Linked DNA regions of Mus musculus: all the other regions are linked to region 5. The links are chromatin contacts, called in public HiChIP or PLAC-seq and promoter capture Hi-C maps. All regions are on one chromosome and are shown on one strand. The core of a region is the stretch at or near the end of the contact, and the rest is flanking DNA. Distances in the headings are between cores, read along the strand shown. Region 1 holds the start of Klf2 (Kruppel-like factor 2 (lung)). Region 2 holds the start of Unc13a (unc-13 homolog A). Region 3 holds the start of Colgalt1 (collagen beta(1-O)galactosyltransferase 1). Region 4 holds the start of Ushbp1 (USH1 protein network component harmonin binding protein 1). Region 5 holds the start of Upf1 (UPF1 regulator of nonsense transcripts homolog (yeast)).

Evidence for each region. Promoter capture Hi-C pulls out the DNA fragments that hold promoters and counts their contacts. HiChIP or PLAC-seq counts read pairs in DNA pulled down with a chosen protein or histone mark.
Region 1: a contact with region 5 is called in an H3K27ac HiChIP or PLAC-seq map of microglia, with 7 times the contacts expected there. The contact joins the promoter of Klf2 here to the promoter of Upf1 in region 5. A contact is called at or near these places in 1 of 39 promoter capture datasets (liver) and 1 of 115 datasets of contacts at active chromatin or transcription factors (microglia).
Region 2: a FOXA1 HiChIP or PLAC-seq map of pancreatic cancer cells shows a contact between it and region 5. The contact joins the promoter of Unc13a here to the promoter of Upf1 in region 5. A contact is called at or near these places in 1 of 39 promoter capture datasets (pre-B cells) and 1 of 115 datasets of contacts at active chromatin or transcription factors (pancreatic cancer cells).
Region 3: a promoter capture Hi-C map of pre-B cells shows a contact between it and region 5, with 2.3 times the contacts expected there. The contact joins the promoter of Colgalt1 here to the promoter of Upf1 in region 5. A contact is called at or near these places in 2 of 39 promoter capture datasets (liver and pre-B cells).
Region 4: an H3K27ac HiChIP or PLAC-seq map of embryonic stem cells shows a contact between it and region 5, with 4 times the contacts expected there. The contact joins the promoter of Ushbp1 here to the promoter of Upf1 in region 5. A contact is called at or near these places in 2 of 39 promoter capture datasets (liver and pre-B cells), 2 of 115 datasets of contacts at active chromatin or transcription factors (embryonic stem cells and pancreatic cancer cells) and 2 of 9 other capture datasets (adipose tissue and liver).

Annotation. Positions count from the first base shown.
Region 1 is chr8:72,317,127-72,322,988 of GRCm38.p6, forward strand. Klf2 (Kruppel-like factor 2 (lung)) reads left to right here and starts at 1,936. Exons shown (of 3, transcript NM_008452.2): 1 at 1,936-2,023; 2 at 2,300-3,116; 3 at 3,618-4,528. The coding sequence starts at 1,952. The coding sequence ends at 3,793.
Region 2 is chr8:71,667,466-71,673,271 of GRCm38.p6, forward strand. It overlaps Unc13a (unc-13 homolog A), which reads right to left and starts at 4,292. Exons shown (of 44, transcript NM_001029873.2): 1 at 4,161-4,292. The coding sequence starts at 4,182.
Region 3 is chr8:71,608,283-71,613,965 of GRCm38.p6, forward strand. It overlaps Colgalt1 (collagen beta(1-O)galactosyltransferase 1), which reads left to right and starts at 2,742. Exons shown (of 12, transcript NM_146211.3): 1 at 2,742-3,162; 2 at 3,802-3,912; 3 at 4,628-4,745. The coding sequence starts at 2,918.
Region 4 is chr8:71,391,903-71,397,586 of GRCm38.p6, forward strand. Ushbp1 (USH1 protein network component harmonin binding protein 1) reads right to left here and starts at 3,899. Exons shown (of 13, transcript NM_181418.3): 1 at 3,812-3,899; 2 at 3,438-3,567; 3 at 3,148-3,269; 4 at 2,473-2,908; 5 at 488-613. The coding sequence starts at 3,491. It overlaps Babam1 (BRISC and BRCA1 A complex member 1), which reads left to right and starts at 4,953. Exons shown (of 9, transcript NM_026636.2): 1 at 4,953-5,118.
Region 5 is chr8:70,349,420-70,354,983 of GRCm38.p6, forward strand. Upf1 (UPF1 regulator of nonsense transcripts homolog (yeast)) reads right to left here and starts at 3,860. Exons shown (of 24, transcript NM_030680.3): 1 at 3,359-3,860. The coding sequence starts at 3,574.

The DNA of each region.
Region 1 (5,862 bases), core at 686-3,185, 2.0 Mb after region 5:
GCAGAGGCAGGAAGATGGCCATCCTGGACTATATAAGAAAAGACTATAAGATATAAGAAAAACCTATTACACACACACTGCAAATAAAAACAGAACTCCCTCCTCCAGAATCCTTAACGTTGGGAAATGACCCAAATCTTATCATTTGTTCCTTAGTAACGGGAAACTGAGACACACACACTCAGGGTGTTGTTCAGATCTGAATACACCACATGGCTCACTTTTGCTCCATGTGAAACACACATGGTATTCCCCGCTCTGTGGTGACAGGCTGAGGTGGGTCCCCGGTCCTAGAGGACTTGTTAGATCTTCCTTAACCAAGCCAGTGTTTCAGCCTCACATTCTGCCTCCATGAGTGTGTGATCTCTCTACTTTGATGTTTTGTGGAAAGGACCTGTGGACAGTTGGGGCTGATGTTACAGACCAGTGTCTGTAGTTCGCCAATGTTTCTGCTCCAAAGTCACAGAAGTGGACAAGGGGCTGGGTGTGGAATCTGCCACCCCCTATTCCTGCTGGAATCACTGCACCCAACTACACAAGCTTGACTGCACCCCTCAGCCTCCTGGTTTCAGGTCACAGCTTCAATGCCCTCCCTCTCTCTATTACCCTCTTGCTTTCTCCAGAGCTTACCTCAATGTTTGCCTCCGGGGTTAAGGTCAAAATTGCACCAATGTCCTTCCCCAGGCTCACCACATACTTCCTCCTCTTCCACTGTTCCTTTTTTTTTTCTGTTTAGGCCCCTTGGGTATTATGCATATTTATTTGATGTGCCCATCCCCCACTGAGTATCCCTTGCAAGTCTTGACAGTCAGACAACAGCTCTTCCCTGCACTAGAAGGATTTATGTGAGGTGTATGTTTGTGGGAGGTGAAAGGTCCCAGAGACTCAGTACTGTATTTATGTATCTAGTGTAAATTGTAATTATTACATGCTATTGTGTATTTGCACGTGCGCCAGTGCACTGTGAGGTCTAAGGACAACTTATGGGAACGGATTCTCTCCCCCTTTTGGGAACTGAGCTCCTTGGATGAGGCTTGTAAGCAGACACTAAGCCATCATGCCTGCCTCTAGTGTTTGCTTCTTTTTTAAGACACGGTCTCTTGTAGCCAAAGGGGCCTTGAACCTAATGCTTTCAACCTCCTAAATGTTCTGAAGACAAGCATATACCACCATGCCATGGTGTCTGCCTCTGTGTGTGTGTGTGTGTCTCCTTCCCTCCCTCCCTCCCTCCCTCCCTCCCTCCCTCCCTCCCTCCCTCCCTCCCTCCCTCCCTCCCTCCCTCCCTCCCTCCCATCTCTCTCTCTCTCTCTCTCTCTCTCTCTCTCCCTCTCTCTCTCTTTCTCTCTCTGTGTCTATCTCTCTCCCTCTGTGTGTGTGTGTGTGTGTGTGTGTGTGTGTGTGTGTATTAAGGGGGCTACGATGCTCCAGGCTGGCCTCAACTCCCTTCTAGGCAGGCCCCAAACTTCATCCTTCTTGTCTTAGCTTCCAAGGTAGCTTAAACAAAGATTTCACAGAGCGTTCCCTGGGTGAGCACTGTGACCCCAGACTCCCCATGCATCGGTCCAGGTTTCCAGGGGCTTGAGGCTGGGGAGATACCGGGAAAGCCTCGTCACCCGTGTTCCCCGCGGAGTCCCAGGTGCCACCCCCTCCCCCGCCCCCCGCGCGCGCTAACTATGCTGTTGTGCCTGGTTTGTTGACGCCGTCGCCATAGGGACGGTCGGGGGCGGGGCCCGGCCGCGGGGGCGGGGCTTGAGGAGCGCAGTCCGGGCTCCCGCAGTAGCCGCCACAGCCACCACCGCCAGGCTTATATACCGCGGCTAAATTTAGGCTGAGCCCGGAGCTCGTCCCCATCCGGGACGCGTTTCCGTCGACGCCTCCTAGCCCGGCCCTCTGTGCCTGCCGCGCCTATAAGGCCTGGGTGGGCCGGGCCACAGCACACACAGTCCCTGCCATGGCGCTCAGCGAGCCTATCTTGCCGTCCTTTGCCACTTTCGCCAGCCCGTGCGAGCGCGGCCTCCAGGAGGTGAGGGCAGCGAGGGTCCGCGGGCGGCGGGGTAGCAAGGTACCAGGCTACAGGGTGCAGGAGCCAGTACTGGAGATGACAAGGTCCAGGGTGCTGACCGCCTCAGGGAGTTAGACTTCAGGCTGTGGGACAGGAGGTGGGTGCAGGGACTGAGGACACGCGCGCTGAAGGGATGCCGTGCACCGGGTGCAGATCTTGAGGGCCTAGTTGTTAGACTTTGGGGTGCAGGGTAGCAGGAGGCACCCCCACTCACGTCCCGCGCCCTGTCTCCTGCAGCGCTGGCCGCGAAATGAACCCGAGGCGGGCGGCACGGATGAGGACCTAAACAACGTGTTGGACTTCATCCTCTCCATGGGATTGGACGGTCTGGGCGCCGAAAATCCTCCCGAGCCCCCGCCGCAGCCCCCGCCGCCTGCCTTCTACTACCCGGAGCCGGGTGCTCCGCCGCCCTACAGCATCCCCGCGGCCAGCCTGGGAACAGAGCTGCTGCGCCCCGACCTGGACCCGCCTCAGGGGCCGGCTCTGCACGGCCGCTTCCTCCTCGCGCCTCCCGGGCGGCTAGTGAAGGCCGAGCCCCCCGAGGTGGACGGCGGCGGCTACGGCTGCGCTCCGGGCCTGGCCCACGGACCGCGCGGGCTGAAGCTCGAGGGCGCCCCAGGAGCGACAGGTGCATGCATGCGGGGTCCCGCCGGCCGCCCCCCGCCGCCCCCGGACACGCCGCCGCTCAGCCCCGACGGCCCCCTGCGCATCCCGGCGTCCGGTCCCCGCAACCCGTTCCCGCCGCCCTTCGGTCCCGGCCCCAGCTTCGGCGGTCCCGGCCCCGCGTTGCACTACGGGCCTCCCGCGCCTGGCGCCTTCGGTCTTTTCGAGGACGCGGCGGCAGCGGCGGCGGCGCTGGGCTTGGCTCCACCTGCCACGCGCGGTCTCCTCACGCCGCCCTCGTCCCCGCTGGAGCTGCTGGAGGCCAAGCCCAAACGCGGCCGCCGCTCCTGGCCCCGCAAGCGCGCCGCCACACATACTTGCAGCTACACCAACTGCGGCAAGACCTACACCAAGAGCTCGCACCTAAAGGCGCATCTGCGTACACACACAGGTGGGCGCCTGGCCTCATTCCCGGGATCTGCGGCAGGGGGATGGCCGCGAGTTCAGGAACAGGCTAGGTTACAGAGGAAGACCCTGTCCATCCTCCAGAAGGGAAATGGATACTGTCCCCAGAGTCTATGACACTGCCAAGGGGGTGTGGCAGTTTAATGGGTTGGCTCCGAGGGACTCAGGTCTCAAGAATTCGGGACATAATTAAGAAGCTGTGGAGGGCTGGGCTGGGGCTTAGCACTGCATATAAAGTTTGGCATGGTGGCCTGAGCCTGTCATCTCAGTACTGAGCAGAAGAATCAGGAATTCAGACCTAATCTCAGAATGTTAGGGGAGGAATGCACCTGAGCCTGCTAGTGGTCAGCTTCAGGAGCCCAAGGTTCTCTGTTTAGATTAGATGTGGGATGGAGATGAGAGGGAGAGGGCAGTGCTATCCGGTGCAGGGTGCCCAGAGCAGGCTTTCGGGGAAATTGAGGCTCAATGTCATTCCTCTCTGATGCAGGTGAGAAGCCTTATCATTGCAACTGGGAAGGATGCGGCTGGAAGTTCGCGCGCTCTGACGAGCTTACCCGCCACTACCGAAAGCACACAGGTCACAGACCCTTTCAGTGCCACTTGTGCGACCGGGCCTTCTCCAGGTCCGACCACCTGGCCTTGCACATGAAGCGACACATGTAGCCTGGGTCGACTCGGCTAGCCCATGCGCGACTGTGGCAGGTTCCACGCGCGGGGCACGGTCCCCTTGCAAACAGACTGCTATTTATTGGACCTTAGGACAGAGCCGGACAAGTGTGGCCACAGGAAAATGACTCTGCCACCAGTTCTGGCCCCCACAGTGACTGAAGGCCCCAGGAAAGAAGACAGGAGTCTGTGAAGAATGTTTTCAAAATGGTGCAATAATTGACTTATTTCCCTCGGGTCCCCACTAGAGGATCGAGGCTAGATGCCTTGTGAGAAATGCCTTTGAGTTTACTGTCCCCAACGTTTTTATAATATTGTATATAAGACTATGACCGATTGTATTTCTATAAGGGAGACGATGGCATCTCTGCCGCCTGCTTCGTTTTTATACGACTTTTTTTTAATTAAAGTTTTGGATCTTTGGAGGAATCACGGTAGTGGTGTGGCTGGGGATAGGGTAGGTCCTGAGGGGACAGGGAGCAGTCAGTGCCTGTGGCCAAGGTCACCAGCTGCAGCCCCCAGCTGCCAAGGCCTGTGGGTTCGCTATAAATGTAAACATGGTGTTTTAGGATTGAGCACAGGTTATTTTTAAGTCTGCTACTTTGAGCCATAATTTGCCCCACCCCCACCCCCTGTATCCCAAGTGGGAAAAGCCTTGGCTCCACTGATGTGGCTGACCATTCCTTTTTTTAGAAAGAAAAATAGAAAAGAAAATTAAAAACCTTTTCCTGGTACCATCTTGGGGTTTAGCCAAACTTATGGAGCGTGCAGGTGTTTTGGCGAGCGCACGTGTGTGTGTGTGTGTGTGTGTGTGTGTGTGTGCGCGCGCGCGCACGCTCTCGAGCGTGTGTGTGTGTGTGTGGGTAAATGTATGGGTGGGTGTGTGTTTCCAGCAGGGTTTCTCTGTAGCCCTGACTGTTCTGGAACTCAGGCTGGCCTAGAACTCACAGATCCAGCTACCTCTGCCTCCTGAGTGCTGGAACTAAAGGCAGGCCCTCCCCTCTGCTCATTTCTTTTTTTTAAATACGCATACTAAGCTAGCACAAACCAGATCGCTTTGCGGCTGCCTCTCAGATATTGGTATTGGTCTTTTTATAGGGGTAAAACCCATGGTATAAGCTTTTTGCCTTTCATTTTCAGGGGCTTTCCCTCCTTTTTGTACTGCATTTATTCTGTGTTTTGAAGAGTTGCGTAGGTAGCCGTGTAATGTGGACACCAGAGGACAACTTCGAGAGTTGCTCTGCTCTGTAGCTCCTGGGATTCAGCTCTGGCCTTTCATCAGCATGGCTGCTGGGATCCTTACCCAGTTGAGCTGCCTCTTGGTCTCACCACAGAGAATGGTCACATGTGAGCATGGCGACTTGTGGCACCTGACTTTGCTTTTCGTTATTTTGGATAGGCTGGGGTGACATGTCCCTCATGCCTGGGGCACAGTGGTGGTGGTGGTGGTGGTGGTGGTGGTTTTGTAGTCACCCATCTGGGTTGTGTGGAGAACTGCAATGCCTGTGGGCATCCAGCCTACCCTAGTCTCCCTTTCATTAGTAGGTGCTTCTACCCTGGGCCCCAGTAACTATGGCTACTGACAATTGCCCAAGTTACTTCCAGAAAGTGAAAACCCTTAGGTAGAGCCCAGTTTTAAAGCACTCTCACCCCAGTTGCGACAGCAGCAGGGATTTCCTCCATCTCTCCATCCTCCCCCTCCCACGGCGACCTTGGAAACAGCTGACAACTCTTTGGTAATCTGTGAAAAGCAGAAATGATGATAATGTGATTCATATTTTGAAAGTAAATACTGAGGCTCACTTCCGCTGCAGAGGGAGGGTGGGTGAGCTCTTTGCCCTTTGCGGACCACTTCTGCAAAACTCCAGAGTCTCAAGGTGGCCTCTCAGCCAGACCAGGAGCGGGAGCAGAGTTCCTTGCTGGAGCTTGTCCTGGGGAAAAGAAAGCTCTCAAAGAGAGTTCGTGTTTGTTTCTGTTTGGTAGTGCCAGAATCGTGGCCCGGACTGCACCACCGTGCTGCTATGATTTAATCATCTGGGTTTTGTTGATTTGGCTTGCTTTGCTGG
Region 2 (5,806 bases), core at 3,042-5,541, 1.3 Mb after region 5:
ATTCAGTCCCAGAGTGAGGAAAGGCTGAGCTACATCCTAAAGCTCTGAGCCTTCATCCTAAGTTCACTGTGTTCTCCACATCTTCCCAGACCTCCAGGCTGCTGTCTCCTCCATCTCTCTGTCATGTCCCCCCTTCTCTGTGACCCTCAGCCTCCATGCAGCAGGCCCTGGGGCTGGAGGGTTAAGGCTGTTCAGGTCCTGCAAACCCTTGCTGGCTGGCTGCTCTGACCACCCAAGCCAGGCTTACTCTGAGCTAGGACTCAGGAAACCCAGGACCTGAGTAAGGACAATCTGTAGAGGAGAGGGCCTTGGGGGGGGGGGGCAGCCACAGTGGGGGAGGAGCCCGGAGGAGGGTGGTTAGGGGTGAAGTTTCTGGGAGAGAAAGGGAGTCTGAGAAGGAGAAAGGTGGGATATTCACAAGCGGAGGATTTAGGTTGTCTGTGCAAGGATTCCATGTGTCTGGGGGCAGGGAAGGGTGTCTTGGAGCAGTGGGTGTCAGAGCAGGGAGAGGGAGAGGATACCTGGGGGAGGGATGGGTGACAGCTGGGGGAGGGAGAATGTCAGAGCAGGGGAGGGGGAAAGTATCTGGGGAAAGGTGTGTCACAGCAGGGAAAGGGAGGGTGTCTGGGAGTAGAAGTAGGGTTTAGACCTGGGTGGGGGCGGGTGTGTCAGATAGGGGAGGGTGTCTGGGGGAAGGCTGTGTCAGAGCAGGGGGAGGAGGCCAGGAATCTGGGAGATGCAGGTCAGAAGTTCCGGGTGTCTGGGGTGTTAGAGGGTTGGGTCCTGCTAGTGCAACTGCTCCGTGTATATGTGTGTGTGTTCCCCATCACGTCCCCAGAGTCACTGCCGCGTCACATCCCGCCACCTCCCAGTGCTGGGGTCAGCGGGCGGAAGTGCCTGGTCTGCTCAGCTATTTATAGCGCACCGAGGCTGCTAGCGATTCAGGTTCTGGCATCGATTCAGGTTCTGTCGCCTTTCACGGCCTCAGTTTCCCCGCTGCCCCTCCTTTTGATCCCTTGTCACCCGCACTATTTTTATTCTCTGGCTGGCAGCCTCGGATACTCAGATCCGTTTTCTGATTAAAGACTGTCTAGGGGAGACTTGTCCATATCCATAGGGTAGGGTGGGGAACCTGGTCACCAGGGAAGCATCTAGAAGGGCACAGGGCATACTAAGCAAGGCCACCAGACCTTCAAGGAGCCATGGATGACAACAGTAAGATGCTAGCTGCTGCCTGGGCACCGGGGATGGACAAAGCCAGGGCTGTCACCCTCCATCCTACAGTAACATGAAGGAGACAGGAGGCAGCACAGACAGTCGCAGGGGGCAGGTCCCTGTTGCTGGATAGTGTCAGCTGTAGGGCAGCTGGGAACTGCGTTTTGCAAAGGATTCTGGGAGAGGAGGAAGGAAACAGACCGTGGAGGTCAGGCACCTCACTGAAGGACCCTGACCCAACCTTCTTGCCCAGCCCACAGTTAGCCAGGGAGTCCTCTCCCTGCTGTGTGTTTCTAGGCAAGTGGATGAACCTCTCTGGGGCTCAGTTTTCCTCGTCTGTGTAGTGGGGTTACTATGATGGACGGGCAGGTTCAACTCTGGTACTATTCAAGTTTCAAGACAAATTTATACCCACACCCCAGCTCTCTCTCTCTCTCTCTCTCTCTCTCTCTCTCTCTCTCTCTCATAGTGATTGTTTGTGTTTGTAGATCTTTTTCTTTTTCTTTTTTTTCTATCTTTGGAGACAGGGTTTCTCTCCATAGCCCCAGCTGTCTTGGAACTCACTCTGTAGACTAGGCTGGCCTCAAACTCAGAGAGATCCACCTGCCTCTGTCTCCCAGGTACTAGGATTAAGGTGTATACCACCATGCCCGGTTAAAATATATCTTTTTTTTTTTTTAAATGGAGGAAAGAGCTGTAAGCTAGCTACTATGAAAAAACTAAAACCTGAGTCAGATCCCCTAGAGAGTCAGACTGGATTTGTCTTTTGTAACCGCAGCTCTAGGGAAGCAGGAACAAATGGATCCTGGGATCCCCTGGCCAGCCAATCTGTGTGCTCAGTTTCAGTAAGAGAGTCTGTCTCAACAAAGTGGGAGATGCCTCAGCAGACTTCTTGCCACCAAACCTAATGGCCGAGGCATCTGGGATCTACACAGTGGAGGAGGGAGAGAGCAGACACCCCAAATTGTTTTTTTGACCTCCTCATACCTACATACAGTCAGGTGAGATCACAGGTCTAAGATGTACGTAGTGTATCTGCCTGTGACCAAGTGTGTTTCAGGAGGTGTGGTCAAGTATGTGCCTGTGTTGAGATGGGAAGGGATATTTTTTCCTACATTTTCCTCTGTATGTGTGACAAGGCTTGTTTAGCCCCGGCTGGCCTCAACTCCTGAGTCCCTGCCGATGCCTCCCAAGTTCTGAGGTGATTGGCATGTGCTGACAGGTTTGATGTATGCAGTGCTGGGGATGAAACACAGGCCTTTGTGCATCCTGGGCATCACTGTTTGAACTGAGCTATGAGCACTGTACCAACTGAGCTGCAAGCACTATACCAACCGAGTTATGAGCACTGTACCAACTGAGCTATGAGCACTGTAGCAAGCACTATGCATACTGAGCCTCAGCTCCTGCCTATCTATGTGTATATACTAAACGTTCCTTAGCATCCTGTGTGTACAATCTAGATCTGTATCTGCAACATGGAAGCTTCCATTGCAGAGGAGCCTGGAGCCCCCATATATCCAATGGCAGCCCTAGCCATAAAGCGTCCGTGGGGAGGGTCGTGGGTGGTTGGAATGAAGGTGTTCCCTGACTGTGAGGGTGAGTTCAGGTCCACTGGACACCTCCAGGCCCAGCTTTACCACGCCCAGCGCCCCACTCAGGCCCCACCTGCACCTCCCTACCTCTCTGCCTGTTTCCTCTCCCCAGAGCCCTACCCTTCATTCCCTGTTCTGCCCACCATGGTATCCAGGGAATTCAGTACAAATGTCTCCTGGGCCTGGCTTTCTGGAAGCCTCCTTTCTTAGGCTGCACGCCCTCCACCCCCACAGCTGAGCCTCCGGTTTGCGTCAGAGTTGGGGTGACGCGCCCCCCCCCCCCCGCCCCAGGAGGCAGGATGGGAGGACACGGGATTCAGGGAGCTCCCGAGGTGAGGATCCCCTTCACGTTCAGCTCCGCTTACTTCCCAGGTCTGGAAGCCGCGGATACCCAGTAATCCTGGGCAGTCGGAACCTTCGAGGCACAGGGTCAGAGAAAAGAGTTCCTGCTCCTTTAAGAACACCCGCGTCCAACAGACTAGAGCGATGCACCGCGGGGCGCGGGCGGGCTGGGCCGGGTTTGTGAATGGAGCAGCGAGCGGAGGGGGAGGGGGGGACAGGGAGGGGGAGGGGCAGAGGGGCGGGGCCATCTAGGGCTACACAGCCGCGGAGCTCAAATCCGCACACCGCCGCCCAGGTCTCCCGCCGCCTGGGTTCTGAGGGGATGGAGACTCGCCCTCTTCCTTACACAGCTTCCTGGAGGTGGGAAGGGGAAAGGGAGTAGGGGGTTCACCCCCCACCCTCCAAACCTAGAGCTCACAACGGTATCGGCACGCATCGCTACATGGCCAGTCGGTCGCCCAAGGTCTCCCGCTGTAGAGTTACCTGGCAGCCGTGCCTAGCCCCACCCGGAACTTCGAGGGGTGCAGGGGTCACACCTCTCCCGTTATTCCCTCCCTACTCTCCAAATGCGGAGCGTGGGCCTGGGCGTGGGCCTCGGTGCAGATGGCGTTTTGGCCCCAAAATAGCTGCTCCCCCACATCTCCTTCCCTTCCTCCAGCCCTAGGGGTGAGGCGAAGAGGGAGCCACGAGCTTCCGCGGAGCCTGCTGCACTGTTTAGGGCATACTGGGGATCGGAGAGGTTGCTCCTACGCTCAGTCCGGGCCCATTACCCCTAAACGCCCCACCCTCGCGCGCACGGTCCGCCGTCTCCTCAGCCCCAACCAGGGCCTATAAACCGTCTACACAGGCGCCCCGAGTCCCTCATCCACTCGTGTGAGTGACAGGAAGAGCACCTAGGGCTGATCCAAGTGCGCCCTGAAGCGCGCACCGGGGGTCCCCCTGCTGTGCAGCCCGACTCGGCTCATCCACGCACACCCCGCACTTTTCCCGCGTCCACGCAGAACCTACCTCCCACGCACAGCAGAGACATGACTCCAGGCGGCTAGAGCGCGGCGGGTGCAGCGCGGGGCTCAGGGCTTATGCCGGGGCCCGGCCGCCGGCCATGTCGCTTCAGCACCGGGGGCGCGGACAGCGCCTGACGCGCTCTGACGCTGCGGCGTGGGCGGAGCCGGAGACGCGTGACGGGGCGGGGCCGGGCAGACGCCTTAAAGGGCTCGTAAACTGCGGGGAGTCCAGGCCAGGTCGTATCTGTTTCAAAGCCCTTTGCTTTCTGGCTCAGCCTCGATGAGTATTTCTGTCCGTGCTCCACCTACCTAGGTCTCCACGTTTCTATTTCCTCTCTGAGCCACCTAACCTGTGCTCTTGTTTTACATTCTCCTGGGTAACAGAACTGCTATTTGCTGTCAATTCCCCATCTTCAGTGCCGCAGGAAGCTGTTTGTTTATTGGTTTTTTTGTTTGTTTTTTAATCCGGGTACTGACACTTGCGAGACATGTGCCTTACCTTCCCCGTATGAGGCATATACTCTACCACAGGCACATATCTCTGCCCATTTTATAACTTTACTTCTTGCGGGCCATGGACGTAATAGATCTCTGCGAGTCTGTGGCCATCCTAGTCTGCATAGTGAGATTCTATCTCTAAAAACCAAAACAAACAAAAAACACACGTTTATTGGGTCTGGAGAGCTGCCCAGAGGTTAAGAGCACCAGCTGGTCTTCCAGAGACCCCAGCCTTCTGTTCCTCGCACCCACATGGTAGCTCCCAACCATCCACAGACATGCACAGAAAGCAAAATAAATCTAAAATTTTTTTTATACATTACATTGTTTATGTGTGTAGAAATGAGGCACACACATATCACAGCGCCCATGGAGATCAGAAGGCAACTTTCCAGACTTGATTCTCTTTCCACTATGTGGGTTCCAGGAATAGAATTCATGGCTTCAGGCTTGGCAGGAGGAGCTCACTGGGATATTGTGCAGAGCTTCTTGATTTTTTTCCATGTGTGGAATGTGTGTGTGTGTGTGTGTGTAAGACAGAGTTTGCATGTGCCTGTGTGTGCATGTGAGTATGTTTGTGTGTGTCCATGTGTCTGTGTGTGTGAGTGTGTCTGTATGTGTCTATGTGAGTGTGTTTGTGCTTGTGTGTCTGTGTCTGTATAAGTGTGTGTGTATGAGTGTGTCTGTATGTGTTTATGTCTGAGTGTGTGTTTGTGTATCTGTGTGTCTGAGTGTATGTGTCTGTATCTGATAGTGTGTGTGTATGTGAGTGTGTCTGAGCACACACACCTGTGCATGTAAGCCCAGTGAACAACCCTGGATGCTGTTCCTCATGCACAGGTCACTTATTCATCATTGTAGCTGTTGGTAGCAGTGTCTTACTGGCCCTAAGCTCACAGCTTAGACTGGCAGCTCCTGGAGAAGGGCCTGGAGGTATGTATCAGCAGCTCCTCCTGTAGGCTTTGGAGACAGAATGGCGGCCACCCTGGCACCTCCACTTCCCTTAGGCACCTCAGGAGCATGGTAGCTACCCAGCCATCTTCACAGCCCTCTGCTGCTCTAATTAAAATTTATTTGCATTTATTTTACATTTGTGACTGTTCTGCTTGTATGTCTGTGTCCCACCTCAGTGCTTGGTGCCCACACAGGCCA
Region 3 (5,683 bases), core at 1,492-3,991, 1.3 Mb after region 5:
TCCAGGGGCTTTCACTGGTGCTCCCTGCAGGGTCTGGAGGAAGTTGGGAAGGTGTGTGGACCAGGAGAGGTGGGGATGGGGGGTGGGGAGAGAGGACAACCACCCAAGCAGTCCAGCTGTGTCAGCTTCAGCCCTTATCTGCCCCCTTCACCCCGTACCTCCCGTCCATCCCACCCCATCCCTGCCTTTGCACTAGAACATTTTAATTTAACTTATACATCTTACGTCTATCTCTGTGGATGCAGCCAGTGTCCACTGTGACCCAGGCTACAATGCAGACGCTAATTCCAGAATCAAGGCATGCAAGAATGTGACCCACTGCCTTCTTTGAGAGCACCTGTTGGTTGCCAGCACCGGCTGTCATTTTAGTTTACTTCCGTAGGTTGAGATTTCATGAAGTCTACAGGGTATAGACTTTTTTTTTTTAAAGATTTATTTATTTATTATATGTAAGTACACTGTAGTTGTCTTCAGACACTCCAGAAGAGGGCATCAGATCTTGTTACAGATGGTTGTGAGCCACCATGTGGTTGCTGGGATTTGAACTCTGCACCTTCGGAAGAGCAGTCGGGTGCTCTTACCCACTGAGCCATCTCACCAGCCCCAGGGTATAGACTTTAAGGGTCTTGTAGTTTTTGTATTTTTTTTTTAAATAAAAAATTTCAAACATGCACTCAAACTGACACTCATATATGTGCCCCAACATTGACCTGTTAGCTTGCCCTGCCACCCCTCAGAATGAGTACTTTCTTTTCCAGAAATACACAAACATGTGTTTGACTTGAGGGAGTACCAGACATTTCTTTGTATGATAACAGGTCTGGATACTTTATAACCAAGGCAAGTGGCCAACTCCCAGGGATCCTCCTGTCTCAGCTTCCCAAGGGTTGGGATTTTAGATGAGTAATCCCAAACCTGGAGAAAAGTTTATTGTTGTTTTTTTCATTTTCTTTTGTTTTTCAGTTGAAACGTACACTCCTGTAGCCCCAGCTTCCCTGAACCTTTCTGGGTAGCTGAGGATGATCTTGAAACCTTATCTGGACCTGGGAGTGACAGGTTACCAGCACTAACTAGCTAAGAATTACTATTTATAAATGTTGTTAGCATGATTATGGGCAAATATACCCTGGAAGGGCTGGGACATGGTGGCACATGCTATTAATCCCAGCACTCCAGAGGCACAGACAGGAGAATCTCCTGAGTTCCAGACCTGGTCTACACAGTGAGTTCCAGGACAGCCAGAGCTACACAGAGAGACCCTGTTTCAGAAAAACAGAACAAAACAAAAAAGCCTGGAAGAGTTCCCATGGAAACATGATCAGTGTCTCCAGAAAACCTACTCAACTGGGTTCAAATGGGAATCACTCCTTTTACAGAAGGACATTGTGGGTGGTGGTTGTACACACCCTTTCTCATTCTCCCTTCCCCCACCGTGATGTCACTCAATCCTTGGGGCCAGTCAGCGAGTGCAGCTCCCCAGTAAAACTACCCATCTTTAATATAATCGAATCTGGCATAAATTGGCTCATTTCACCAGTGGTGGAGAAATAACCTATCAGGAGATGTCTTGTGGACCCTAGGGTCCTCTAGAGGCTAGGGACCAGAGTAGGAAAATCTATGTGGATTTTACCAGTCTGCTGGCCTGGTGGTATATGCCTGTCCCAGAACACAGGAGAATGAAGCAGAAGTATAGCTGTGAATTTATAGAGTGAGCTTGCCGAGTAAGAACCTGTTTTAAAAACAAACCAGGAGAAATGGGCTAGTGGGATGGTTCTGTAGGTAAAGGTGCTCAGACCTGAGTGGTGTTCTATTTCCAACACCACACAGTGGTTGACAACTATCCGCAACTCCAGTTCTAGAGGAGTTGATGCCCTCTTTTAACCTCCTTGGAGAACAGGGACACACACACACACACACACACACACACGTTATACAGCCGTACATGTAGGCAAAACACTGAAACACAGAAAATGAAAACAACAGTAAGAGCAGGAAGGGGCGCACACAAGCCATTTTTTTTTTTAAGATTTATTTGTTATTATAACAATAGTACACTGTAGCTGTCTTCAGACACACCAGAAGAGGGAGTCAGATCTTGTTACGGATGGTTGTGAGCCACCATGTGGTTGCTGGGATTTGAACTCTGGACCTTCGGAAGAGCAGTCGGGTGCTCTTACCCGCTGAGCCATCTCACCAGCCCCACACAAGCCATTTTTAAGAAGGCCAGAGGGCAATACAATTTGGGGACTGAGGATTCTGGATCCTCAGACATGGTAGCAAGCGATTTTACCCACTGAGCCATTTCGCTGGCTTTTTTTTTTTTTAATGATTTTTCGAGACAGGCTTTCTCTGTGTAGCCCTGGCTGTCCTGGAACTCACTCTGTGGACCAGGCTGGCCATGACCTCAGAAATCCGCCTGCCTCTGCCTCCCAAGTGTTGGGATTAAAGGCGTGGGCCACCACTGCCCGGCTCGATGGCTTCTTAAATGGAGCAACGAACAAACAAAAATAACCATGTCGCAACCTTGGAAACTGAGATGACATGGTTCTAAATAGAAGAAGCTTCTGTAAAGAGCCACCGCGTGAGATTAGAGGGCTCCAAAACAGAACACTCTCAGGGCGTGGTCAAAGAACTGTCTGTGTCTTTAAAGCTCGAGCTAGGGGCGGGGCTTCCGGAACCTCCCCGCAAGTGACGTCTTGTGACCGGGTTATTGCGGTCGGCGGAAAGCAGTGGAAGCTTTTAAAGGCGTAGCCTTGTCATGCCTCTCTCCAGGACTCACAGTATGACCCGCGGGCCACTTCCCTTTAAGGAGCGTGTCAGGGGTGGGACCTGGATGTGTCCTTCCCGCCGCCGACTCCTTTAAGGCGCGGCCCTCGTCCCCCGGCAGAAAAGCTGCTTAAAGGCGACGCGTGGCGCGATGGCGGCGTTGCCACGCGGGTCACGCGGGCTGCCGCTGCTGCCACTGCTCCTACTGCTGCCGCCGCTGGGCGGCCCGCGCGGCGCGGACGGCTACTTTCCAGAGGAGCGCTGGAGCCCCGAGTCCCCGCTACAGGCGCCGCGCGTGCTCATCGCGCTGCTGGCGCGGAACGCGGCACCCGCGCTGCCCGCCACGCTGGGCGCCCTGGAGCAGCTGCGCCACCCACGGGAGCGCACGGCGCTGTGGTGAGCTGCGGGCCCTTGCGCGGTGCACCGGGACTAGGCGGGACTCAAGTCTCTACCGGAGGGAGGTTGCTATGCACTTGGGCTCGGCTGTGCGCTGCGGAGACTCGGTCCTCTTTCTGAGGACCTGAGTTATGTACCCCAGGGATTACGCACTTGAGGGGGCTCGGCTCTATATCCATAGTGCCCGGGCTCGTCCCCACTGCGGCTTGGGACCCCAAGCTGCTGCCTCCTCCCCTCAGGTACTTAGGAATCTGTTCTGATTTGCTGCCAGCCCTCACAGCGAGCTACCATCCTAGAACCTCTGACTCCTTAGAATGGGCCAGGCTGGTGCTTCCAGACCCTTATAGCGAACTCCGGGACTTCCAGATAAGATTCCTGAGGCTCGGGCCAGCATTCCACGCTAACAAAGTTAATGAACTTATCTTTGTGACAGGGTCTCACACCAATGTGCTTTCCAAACCAGCAGGTTCTGTTCAGTTGTGTACTAGTGAGCTGGGTGTCATCTTTACTCCCCTGTCACCGATGGATGGGCAACAGGCTTGGAGTGTAGCGAGTTTTATCCAGGGTGTTATAGCTGATGGGTCTGAGCCAGGTTGGGAAACCCCCAGTGCCATCATCTTGTCCTGTCTGTGCTCACAGGGTGGCCACAGATCACAACACTGACAACACTTCAGCCATACTTCGAGAGTGGCTGGTGGCAGTGAAGGGTTTATACCACTCTGTGGAGTGGCGACCGGCAGAGGAACCCAGGTGAGCCTCAAATCCCCGACTGGAGTACTGAAGCTTGGGAAGGTAGGATCTAGAATGCTCCAGTTCTATCGTCAGCTTCCCCACCAGGTCCCTATCCTCTCAGCAGACCTTTGTCCCGTTGTCCTTCACTCCATTGTGCAACTTTGGACACAGCTGCCACACCTTTGTGGCTGAATTCCTTTGTGTCTGGTGGCTACCTACTGCTGTGTCTAGGGTCTTGCCAGCATCCACTCTCCTGTTTAACTTCCTGATAAGCCTGTCTTACTGTATAGTTCAGACTGAGGCCAGTTGCCAGCCTGTCTTATTGTGTAGTTCAGACTGAGGCAGTTGCCAGCCTCCTGTCTCAGTCTCCTGAGTGCTAGAATCACCCAGCACTACTGCATCAGGCTCAGAACCTGTAGGACAGTGTGCAATAATGTGTGTGCATGCTCACGCTCCTGTTCTCAGAGGCACTACGGTGGCCCCAGGCTCTCCCCAGCCATGCAGAGCTTTCCTTGGGTTTCAGCTTGCCAGTAGCTTTTGTGCCTCTGGACCCTTGCACATGCTGGGCTGGCATTTAGGCCCCTGTGTCCTGTCCCCCTCCCATGCTCCACACAGAGGTCTTCAGATCCACTTGCCTGCCACCTCTGTGAAGTCCTCTATGATCCCCTGTAACTGTGCTCTCTGGGTCCCCACGGTGCCCTATAATGTGCACACCATAGCTATTCCTTTGCAGCTCTTACCCAGACGAAGAAGGCCCCAAACACTGGTCCGATTCCCGCTACGAGCATGTCATGAAACTGCGCCAAGCAGCCTTGAAGTCAGCTAGGGACATGTGGGCTGACTACATTCTGGTGAGTCTCTGAGTTGGGGAATCTTCATTATCCACAGGGAGGATAGAATGGATGGATCTAGGAGCTACCAGTAGTAACCCATTTTTCAGAAAGGTAAACTGAGGATCAGAAAGGAAAGGGGAAGCTAGGTGGTAAGTACACCTTTAATCCCAGCCTTTGGGAGGCAGAAGCAGGTGGACCTCTGAGTTTGAGGCCAGTCTGTTGTACACAGTGAGTTCCAGGGCAGTCAGAACTACACAGAAACCTTGTCTTGAAAAGCCAGGAAGAAAAAAGGAGGGAGGGTTGTGGTTACAACTTTGTGTAGAGTGCTTGCTGAGCATACTTGAGGCCTTGGGTTCCACCTAGGCTCCCAAATAAGAACAAGTGGGCCTTTGTATCCTCTTAGGGCCAGGCACTAGATTGTATCTTTTTAAAATACCTATTTTAAAACAAAGTTATTTATTTGTGTGTGAGGGGCATGCGACTTCAGAGGACAAGCTGTCTTCTTGTCAGAGGACAAGTCACTTCCCTACTTCCACCAGGGGGGTTCTGGGGATTGAATTTTTGTGGCTTACTTTCGAGCAGCAAGGGTCACAAGCTTAGGTGGGCGTTAGTGACAAGTTGCTGCTGAGCCTGACCTCCACTTCCTGTTTCTGGCCTGCAGTGGCCTCTAAGGAGGAAGCAGCTGCAGTGCTCGGAGGTGACCTAGCTCCAGGACTCCTGAGGCAGGAGGATGGAGAATTATATGCCAGTCTGCAAGACTGTCCTGAAACTATGATGGGGCTGGAGAGCTGGCTGTTCTTGCAGAGGACCCAGAATGAGCTCACAACCCTCTGTAACCCAGGCCCTAGGGAAGCTGAAGTCCTTTCTAGCCTGCGCTGGCACGGCAGCCGCATGCTGGTGCTGGCGTGACCACCAGTGCAGTTTAAAGAGATCCTTTCTATTAAAGATGACTTATT
Region 4 (5,684 bases), core at 2,649-5,148, 1.0 Mb after region 5:
TGTCTGAAGAAGGGTGAGACCAGAGTCACTAAGAAGGAACAATCTCCAACCTGCAGGCTTTGTAGTGAGCTCTATGTCCCCAGCTTTTGTGAGTTATCACTCACGCTATCATTCACACTGTCACTCATGCTGTCACGCTGTCACTCAGGCTTTGGTGATGCAGCTGTCTTTGAATCATTCTGCCCATCAACCTATATGTAACTACAATCCTATATGTACCCATATTCATACCCATAATATATAGCCTTAGTCCTATTTGTAACCCCAATAAAACTCATTGGTTCACCAAATTGGACATTGGTGGTGTCCATATTTTGATGTGCCACAGGCTCCCCATCTGTGGTCAGTTGATGTGTGTAGTGTTTCCCCAGGAAAACTTTTTGTCACACAATATTATGGCATCCCATAAAGCACAAACTGACGGTTACCACTCACACTGGGAATGCTGGGAACATCATGACTTGGACTCAGAAGACTTTAGGCTTACCTGAGGTACCCAGGGTCTCCTTTCTGCCCCAGAAGTACTGGAGTTGCTGTTTCTACGCCCTGCTCTGAGGATGGGGGTAGGTGGGGAGGCCTCCATCTGCATCAGGGAATCCTCCAGCTCCTGTACCTGCCAGTGATAGGGGATCAGGCCATGGCTTCACATATTCAACCAATTCTCTACAGCAACAGCAGCCCCGTCAATGTGGCCTGGAACGGTCCCCAGCTGCCACAGAGGCCTAACTAGGGGAGTGTAGCTACTGGCAAGGTGATGGGGGACACAGGACGATCACCACGTTTTTTATATTTTTAAGATTAATTTTTTTATTTATATACATTGGCATTTTCCCTGCATGTGTGTCTGTGTGAGGGTGTCAGGTCCCTTAGAACTAGAGTCAGTTGTGAGATGCCACTTGGATTCTTTGAATCAAACCTGGGTCTTCTGGAAGAGCAGCCAGTGCTCTTAACTGCTGAGACAACTCTCCAGCCCTCTCCACTTTATTCCTTTCTAAATTTTTAGTCATTTATACCTCCCCAACTGAAGCCACCCCCCACTTCAGCCTCCCAAGTAGTTGAGATTTCAAGTGTGCCCACTACATTCAGGAGAATTCATTTTTGTTGTTGTGAGAAGTCTCTGAAAGCTGTGCTAAGCCACGCCCCTAGCCCCTCATTGGAGGATTCTAGGCTGTCACTCTACCCCCCCCAGTCACGCCCACAGCCCTGACTGGAGGATTCTGTATCCCTACTTGTCCTAGTTTTGTTTTGAGACATTTGCCTATCTCGTCAAAGCTAGTGTTAAACTGTGATCCTCTCATCTGAGCCTCTGAAGTCCTTATCATTACAGGCTTGTCCCACCATATCTGGGTTTAACATCACCCATAATCTGTAGGTTTCTGGTCACCTCCACTAAACGCCCCGGGCCACTTCACCCCTCCTCCACCTTCAGGATTATGGTCCACCGCCAGACTGTTCCGCTCACAGTCATCAGATGGCACAAGTGAACGCCTGCAGCAGGTCAGTTCCCCTCAGAATCCACCACACACCAGAGCACACTAGCTTTCAACACCCTGCATACTGTGGCCTTCCCCCACGCGCCTTCATCTCTCCCACTCTGTTCCAGCCACAGTGATCTCAGGATCTGTGGTGGTTCGTGTGAACTTGACATCAACTGGAATCATTTTGGAAGAGGGACCACAATTGAGAAAATGCTCCCCGAAATGGACCTGTGGACACTTTTCTGATTGACAATTGATGGGGAGGGAGGGGCCAGCCCATTGTGGGTGGTGCCATCCCTGGGCTGTTGGTCCTGGTTCTATAAGAAAGCAGGCTGAGCAAGCCATAGGGAGCAAGCCAGTAAGCAGCATCCCTCCATGCCTTGAGGTTCCTGCCCGAGCTTCCCTCAGTGATGGAGTGTGGCCTGAGAGTCTTAAGATGAAATAAATCTCTTCCTCCCCAGTTGCTTTTGGTTGAGGTGTTTTATTACAGCAATAGAAACCCTAAAATAAGTCTGGCATAGCTCACACCTTTAATCCCAGCACTGGGAAAGCAGAGGCAGGTGGATCTCTGTGATTTTGAGGCCACCCTAGTCTACCCTAGTAAGTTCAGGACAGCCAGGGCTCTGTTACACAGAGAAATTCTGTATCCGAAAAAACGAAAAATAAAAAACACCCCCCAAGACAGGATTAGTGTGTGTGTTTGTGTGTGTGTGTAGTGCAACTGACATAGGTAGGGTCTGTAATCCAGGCTAGCCTTGGACTCAGTCTACAGCTGAGAACAAAGTTGGTCTTAGCCAGGGCTCACCTGAGTGGAGACTGTCCCTCTTGGACTTCCTGAGTGTTAAGATCATGGGGTGCAGCCTGCCTGTCTTCCTTGCTCTCCCTCTCACTGTGCTGTCTCTGTTGGTCACTTCCTTGGCACATCTGTCACTGTTCCACATCAGTGTGTCTGCTCCCAAGGCTGGATCTGCCTCTTCCCCAGTCACCAGCTTACCTGTCTCTGCAGAGTCTCCTTCTCTGCCTGGGCGTCCTGCAGTGAAGCCTGAGTGCATGCCAGCTCATCCTCCCGGTTGCACAGGGCTAGCCGCAGCCAGGCGTTCCTCTCTATGAGGCGAGCAGCCTCCTGCTGTCCAGGTCCTGCGTCTTCTTTCTCATCACCAAAGGGCCCCGGAGCCCCCTGGTCTCTGTCTTCTGCTTCCACTGACTTTGGAAAGCTTAGCGAGTGGTGGCGCAAGGCAGCTACAACTGCCTCAAGGGAGCTCAGCCTGCACTGCAAGGTCTCATACACACTGGGTACTGATATCTCAGCAGGGCCACTATCCAGGGGGGCTTCTTGCAGGACCTGGTGGGCTTCCACCTCAGGCTCGCACTGTTCTTCTGGGCTCAAGGATAGAACCGCATGGGATCCCACATCACAACCCTCCTTGATCCTGTGAAGATAGTGGGGGAACCCCAGCCACCTGAGGCTCAGAAGAGACCTGGAGGGCTAACCCTAGGGTCGCTAGGAAGGTAGAGTAGGGAATGAGCGGCATGGCTGGAGGATAAACAGGAAGAGGAGAGAGGCAGGCAGCAGAGGCAATGGGCAGGTGAGTGGCAGGAGGCAGCTTTGTGCAGGGGGGGTGTTGGGGTGTTGGGCTAGAATATAGGGTACATACTAAATGCATCCTACCAGTTCCTTGGGCTCTGAAGGCCAGGACCAAGGTATTCCTGATGCAGCTCAGGTTTAGTCTCGAAGCGTCCATTGTTGGCATCTACTTCCTCTGAGCTCTCAGCTACAGGGTCTAGCTCCCCCTGTGAATGAACCCCGTTTCCCCCCAACACACACACACAGTCTCTTGGCCATCATATCCAGCTCCACCTGTGGAGGACTCCCCTACACCACCACGGGCTCTGAGCCTAGCAGGCCTGGGTTCCCAGGATCCATGGGACTGAGTGTGGCAGGAAGAGGGGCACACTTACAGGCAGAGGATGCCTCCCTCGACGGCTTCGGGGCCGTGTGGCCCGGGCACTCATTGCCTCTGTCACTACAGTCTGCTTTCAGTTCTTGCCTTCGTCACCTTAGAATCCTTGTTTTTTGTTTTTTTGTTTCCTGTAGGATTTTTGGGGTGTCTACTCCGATTGACACATTTAAATATTCATATACCTCTCCAATAGTGCCCACTAACTATCTACTTGTTCCTTACTCCCCCATCCCCCATCTCTACTGGGCATTCTTCTCCCCTCAGCTGTCTGAAGGCGTTTCTCTTATCTGTGCCCCACCCCCCATAGAAGCATTGGGTAGGGACCCTAAAATCCTCTTTCTTCCTACGGCTCTTAGCATCAAACTCCCTCACCCTGGGGGTTGACCCTGCTGCGCTCTTCTCTGCTTCTCCAGAGCACCTTGGGAAAGGCCTGAGATCCAGGGCATATCTCAAGCCATTCTGGCCACTGGCTACTGAGGCTGCGATAGCCAAAAGTGGCCCGGGAGGGGCTGGGAAACAGGAAGCCCCCCTACCCTGATCACATGGACAGTTATTGTTTCGTTTCCTTCTCCAGGATGCCGGCTTCCTCCAGAACGGGAGGAGGATGGAGGACCAGGACCTTTGTCCCGCTCTAAAGATATCAGTATCCCCTTACCCGAGGCCAAACCTTCCATTTTCATTTTGGATTTTTTGTGTCCCCTGTTCACCAGGACTCGCTCTAATGTGAAGGTCTTTGTGTGTGTGTGTGTGTGTGTGTGTGTGTGTGTGTGTGTGTGTGTGTGTTTCTAAAACCAAAAAAAAACCAAAACTGTAGGAGTTGGCTTCAGCATTTGCACAGCTTTTATTTTTCATTACTTTGCTTTACTCATCTTTGTCTGTGGTGGTCCTACTTGTCTCCGAGATCGAACTCAGGCCCCTCAGGATTGGTGGCAAGAGCCTGCACCTGCTCAGTAGCCCACAACGTTTCTCTTCAATGAGTCTGAACTGCTGCATCAGGCGGTTGGAGGCACTGGCAACAATAAGCTTGTCCACAGTGTGTCTGCTGCCTTCTTTACTTTTTCTTTACATTTTAGTTTTTATACAGCGTCTCATTTAGCCCAGCCTGGTCTAAACGCCCGATCTTCGTCTCCGGGTCTCTGGAGTGTTGGGATGACAGGTGTGCACCACCAGTCCTCATCAAGGTACTAGTGAATGAATGCCAACCTAAGTTACATAAGTAACTGAGAAGGCCTTTGGCAAGTCCAAGCCAAGTCCTACCCCGTCAATCATCAAACGGCCCCGCCCAGCTCAGGCTTCTGTCCTATTTCAGCAGAAGCCTTGAGAACCATAGCGTGATTAAACCGGAACTACAAATTACGCCCAATTTTGCTTCTATCCACCACAGATCACACCCACTCCCAGTATTACCCATCTTCAGCCCCATTCCAGCCACTCCAAGCCACACCCCCAGAACGCCTCAGCCTATCAGCTTCCATGTCCCGAGGGCCACTGAACTACATTTCCCAGAAGGTGTCTCGGCAGCGCCGCACAAACTTCCGGCCAGGAAGATGGCGGCTTCCTAGAGTCCTGATTGACTGGCCGCGGTGCCCAGGCTACAGAGTGGAACCTGCGGCACTGTGAACGCGCGTGAGCTTTGTGTCGCCGTGGTCTAACTTCGACCCGGATTGCTGTAGCTCCAGGTTCGTTCTTCTTGAGGACTTAGGGGTGGGGGATTCGAGGTCCCGAGATGCCACCCCTAAAACCGCGCATCCATCGCAGGGTCACTTGGGCTTCCTGTGTTTCCCTAGGGACCGGACCGGCGCCGCCTCAGGGGAAAAGTAGTTTTGGGAAACTTCAACTGTATCTTTTCGGCTCCACAAACCAAGTCTCCCAGGTGTGGGAGCCACTGGAGGCCTTAATGGGTCGAATACCCAGTGACCAGGCAACTGGGGTGTTCGTCCTGTGTAAACAGCGGAAAGCTAAGGATGAACAGCAGTTCAGTTGGAACAGTGCTTGTGGCTCAGTTGGTAAAGAGTTTGCCTAGCTTGCATGAGGCCCTGGGTATCCGTCCCTAGCACCACCTAAACTATGTGCGGCGGTGTACTCCGGCACTTGGAAGGTGAATACAGAAGTACCCGGCCATTATAAGCCGTATAGTTTTAGAGTTAGAGTGCAGCCTGGGCCACATGGAGCTGTCACAAACAAAAAAGAAAACGAAAAAACTTACTTCACCTGAGGGTGGTTTCTGGACACACTGTCTTATGGT
Region 5 (5,564 bases), core at 2,610-5,109:
ACCAAAGGAGAGCCACAGTGGCTGCTGGACTCTGTAAAAGTTCGTAACTATTATCTCACTTTACAACAGCTGTTCCCAGGAGTGAGGAGGGCTCACAGAGGCAAGGAGAGTCTCTTTTGGTTTGCTCACTTTTTCCCACAGTACTGCTCTCAGAGCCTTAGCATTTTGATCGAGGGCAGGTCTCCACACACCCACAGTGGGACCATGCAGGAAGCTGAACCGTAGCAGGTATGGTGTGGCCCACCAGGCTAAGGAGCCACGTGTGGAGAGTGAAGCTGGAGAGGATGATAGGTCGCTGTGAAGAAAGACCAGGAGGTGATAGGTACTGGAGCACAGTAGCATATCAGAGTCCTAGTTGGTACCCAAAGCCATTACAATCTTTAGTCTCCAGTAAGGGCACACAGTGGCATCTGTTTTCTAGCATTCGGATTTTTACTATTTCACTGATGGCAGAAGTCCTATGTGCTAAGCATGTGACAGTGGAGACTGCCACGGGTCTCCATCACATCACAAGGGCAACCCAGTCCCATAGCCCCACCACCACCACTACAGTTCCCTCTTCGCTAGTCCTTGTCCTGACAGCACCTACAGTAAAGCCCTACTGTTTCATCTCCAGTAGTGGGTCCTGTCCCCGTTGATTTCACTGTCAAAAAGAAAGGTGAGAGCAGTGCTCAGGAGAGAAGAACAGGGGGGGTTTCTCCCACAAGCCTGTATGCAAATGACAACTAAAGTCACCTTTCAGTACTCCAAGGAAATAGGAATCTGAGAGTCAAAAACTGGGAAAAAAACAGCCTGTCATATCTCAGGGACACTCTACCTGGACCTTCAGGGTTCTAATGAATAGTGGGGCCTTTCGCACAGAAAATGGGGGTTCTCTGATATTGAGATAACATCTAGACTTCAGGGTCAAATCTCTACCCAGTCAGCATCCAGAGCCACACAAGACTCCAGAACAAGCTTCCCCTACAAACTTCTCCCACAAGCACCTTCCGGGTCTGTGCTGTGCAGTCACTCCGTCGCAAAAAGAAAACACCAACACATGCCAGCAAGGGGCACTCAGGTCATGACAGCAAGTGAGGAGGTAGGCAGAGCCTACAGAGTGTCTGCCCAACAATAACAGGGCCCCGAGTTTGGTCTGCACTTCAAAGTAGTGAGCCACAAACACAACAGACACAGGACAAGTATACTATGCTATCTATCCAGCACAGGAAGGGCCTGGGACATTTATATCCACAGAGGCCACAGGACTATTGGTGGCTGAAGAGAAGCTGAGGGTGCAGGGACTCGGGATGCTAGGATATTACTTGGTATTAATGATGTTGGCCCAAAAGGCCACTGTGCTGCCAGCTTTCCAGGGATAAATGCAAGCTCCATGACCCTGCTTCAATAAAGCTGGGAGAGGACCTCCATTGGCCAACAGGAGGAGCTCAACCTACTGGGTGGGGGGTCCAGCCTCCTTGGACCCCCTGAACAAAGGCTGTGTGACCCATTTACCTCAAAGGACAAATAAGGAAAATCAATGTTTCTTGGTGGCAGAGGGCCCTGGGTATGCAAGGAAGGAGTTTCTCTCCACTTTCCAATTCTGTTCACTTTCTCCCCACAGATGCAGGTCCTCCGAATACAGGATTGAAGGCGCTCCCTCCCTTCCTTGTGATGAGAGGCCACAGGTGGGTGGCAGCTCATGGCTCAATCTATGATTTCAACTGGCGGAGCAGGGCACACCCATGTGAGCACACGCACAGCCTGAGTCTGCTCTGCACATTAGCTAGAGCTAAAAGACCTTGAGATGAAGCAGGCCACTTCCACTCGTCTCCCCAACTGCGCCATCACAGCCCTTCTCCAGGTCCATGAGGCCCAAAGGAAACAAGGAAGGTCTACCCAGTGGGGAGACTAACAGGAGGACTAGCTTGCAGGGCCACCTCACTCCTCCAGGCAATCTGCCCTCTCCCCACCTCCTTACACTAAAGGTAAACAGCTAGAAACAACAAGCTGGCACACCTGATCCGCATCGCAACAGGAGCTGAGTCAGCCCTCTCCTTCTATTCGGGCTGAAAATGAGCCCAAGTGGGTGGTCTACCCACAGGCATGACTCAACCAGCCAGCTTGAAGGCCCTCCCAGAATGCGGTCTGAGATCACTGCTGAAGACTGGTGGTGGCTCCCTAGCCCTAAGTACAGATGGACTACAAGAACACCTGTGGCTCTAGCCTGCAGCTCCCCCCCCTCCCCGAGAGAATACAGGAAAACAAAGCCAAGAGGTGCCTGACACCAAGCCAGCCATAGAGAGGGAGAGCATTTGATGGGGAGGCAGAGGGGGCCTGGCCCTGGCCCAACCTGAAATGCCTACATCGGCAGCCTATCATTCAAAACAAAAGCCCCTCCCCAAGGCACAGTCACCCATGTGGTACCCATTGTGGGTAAGGAACAAAATTCAAACCCAACTTTTCCAAGCAGAGCCTAGGAGTTACATAACACCGGTTTCAGCAACAGGCAACCCAGAAGGAAAAACAAACCGGCAGTCACCTCTCCATCCACAAAGTGGGCTATTTCCACTTGAGGCGACAAAACCCTGGCTCTGCTCCAGGGAACCCCTAACCCAAACTTGAACTTGAACCCTGGCTGGAGGGGGTGGTGGATGAAGTGGCAAAAGGGTGAGATGGGGTGGTTGGACTAGCCAAACAGGTGACCCTGGAGGGCAATGTGGGTCCGTCCAGAGGATAGCAACTGTGGACAGGTCACCTTAGACATACCTAGGAGGGGAGTGAGGGAAGCTCTGGCTTAAGCCTTGAGCCGAGCAGATCCTGCGCTACAGGAGGGACACTAATGCAGGTCACTGCCCAGCCTAGCAGGGTGGAGGAAAAAAGGACAGGTGGCAAGTAGCTGGGACAAGAGGCTGGGAATCAGAGAAGATGGTAGGTAGCTGGGTGGGCCAGAGCAGCAAGGACTAGGGCAGGTAGCAGGAACCTGAGTCAGGTGGCAATGACTGTGGCAGGTAGACCTGGAAGAGGTAGTTGGAATAGGGTGGAAGCAGAGATCTGGGAAAAGGGCAAGTAACGGGAACCAGATCTGGTAATAAGGTACCAGAGACCTAGGGCAGGTGGCGGGTACCTGGGCAGTTTAAACAAGAATCCAGGGTGGGTAACTGGAGCTGGCCAATAGGGACTTAATGTTTAAGGAGCCAGAGCAGGAAGCAGTTACCCAGGCTTGTTAACTGGACCTGAAGCCGGTAGCTCGGACCAGCGCCGTCTAACTGGGACCTGGCTCAGGTTCACAGGGGCCCAAGGCTGGTTAACTGGGATCTAGCGCCGCAGCTCCCGCGCCCGCCCGGCTTCCGGCGCCGCCATGCGCCGCTCAACTCACTTGTGCGTCGAGCTGGCCGGCCGCGCCGCCTGCGCCCGCTCCGCCCGGGCCTCCCGCGCCGCCGGGGCCGCCGGGGGGCGTCTGCGTCTGGCTGGGAAGGGTGAAGTCGGTGAATTCGAACTCGGAGCCCTGGGTGTCGGCGCCGAGCAGCTCGGCCTCCTCAGTGTCCAAGAAGGTGAGTGTTTGCGAGCTGGGGCCGTACGCCTCCACACTCATCCTGCCGCCCGGGCCGCGCCTTCAGCGGGCGCCTCACCGCACTCGAGCCCGAGGCTTCGGCTAGGCCTAGGCCGTAATCCGGAGTAGCCGCTGCCGCCGCCCTGAGAGCCGGGCGGGCTCCGAGTCGGCCTCCGAAAGCAGAGCCGGGCCGCCGGTTCTGAGCTCTGAGTTGCCGCCGCCGCCGCCGCCGCCGCCGCCGCCGCCGCCGCCGCCGCGCCCCTCCGTAACGCTGCTCGCCTCAAAGCCGACCGCCGCTCTCAGACCCCTGGACAGGAACCGCCGTCGCCGCCACCGCTGCGGTGCGCGTGCGCGAGCCGGACGCCGGCACAGATGCGCGTGCGCGAGTCCGACGCCGGCGCAGGCGCGCGCGTTCCTCCCGGAAAGTAGCCAACCGCACCGGAGCACTGGGAGCTAAGCGGGAGGGCGGAACTCGCCGTGCGCCTGCGCGAAGAGGCGGGCCTTCAACCGCCTAAAGGACCTGGGCTCGCGAACTTGGCCCCGCCCCAACTGCTGCCTAGCGGTGCGCATGCGCGCATGCGACGTCCTCACCTCCGGGCTTCAGGGCTGGATGTTCGTTAGGTGCTGATTGAGGCTCTCTCCAGAAGGTTTTGGGTGTGGAGCCTGTGGCACGGGGACCACGCACCTGCACTCCTTGAACCTTAGTTACCCCGTCTGTCACTTGGCTCGTGGCCATTCTCAGTATTCATCGATTGAATAAATGAGTAGGGAGCGGGGACTCTGCCAAATGGTAGTCACTGCTACCCCGAGCACTCCTGAAGCCTGTGAAGATAAATGCTTCTTTTGTCTTGCGATCAAGTCGCACTGGTCCGAGCTAGCCTGGGAATCGCTGAGAAGGGGTCAGGTCCCCTAGAACTAGTTATGAATGGATGTGAGCTCCTCTTGTAAGCGCTGGGTGCACAACTCTGAGCCATTTCTCCGGCCTGTTTTGGTTTTGATTGAGGGTCTCACACTGTAACCATGGTTGGTTTGGAATTCGGGGGAATCCTCCTGCCTCAAAGTGCCTGGTGGTGGGGTGACAGGTGTACATGCAATGTTGACCACGGAACTAAGGGCTCTTGTGTGCTAGGCAGAAGCTACCAACTGATGAGCATCCACAGCCAGCTGCGAGACTTAGAGAAACACTCCTCCCTGGGTTTCCTTCCCACTCTTCAGTGGAGGAAGTGTAAGTGTTGCAGCTCTGAAGGGAAAGGCATTCCCCCCACAGAAGTGTATCTGCTCTGCTTGGGCAGGGGGAGGGGTGGAGGTGGTTCCCCAAAGTGTTTCAGCTGTGCTCCAAAAGATCCTGGCAATTGGGAGCCAAGAAATAGAACAAAGTCACAGCACACAACAAACCTAACACGAGATTTATTGCGAGGGAAAAACCCAGGAGGGTGGCTGCCTCTGCTTGGGTGGATCTCCCAGTAAGGACACTCCTTAAAATCCAAGCACTCAGGAGTCGAAGGCAGGGAGATCTCTGTAACTCTGAGGCCAGCCTTGTCTACAGAGCGAAGTTCAGGACACCCAACATTACATCATCTCAAAACACACAAAAACAGATGCTGAGTGTAGAGGCGCAGTCTCCCAGGACTCTGGAGATGGAGACAGAGCAAGGATTCAAGGTCATCCTAAGTTGTATAGCAAGTTTGAGGCCAGCCTGAGGTATATTAGAACTTGGCTAAAAAACACAATGAAACAAACAAAAACAGATAAGTAAATGTTCCATCAGGCCAAGGATTAGTTAGCCCAGTTCGCTGCAACCTTCCATAGAGGGACAGTAGTGCCTGTAGCCACTGCTCAATAAAAGGTTCTCTGTTGCTTTGTTGTTTTTCAATTCTTAGTACATTTATTTAGTTGTGTGTGGGCACACTTGTACATGCACAGCACATGTGTGGGATCACAAGACAACCTACAGGTATTGGTTCTCTCCTAATAATGGAACTCGGATTTGGTGACAAGCCCCTTTACCCACTGAGCCATCTCATCAACCTCT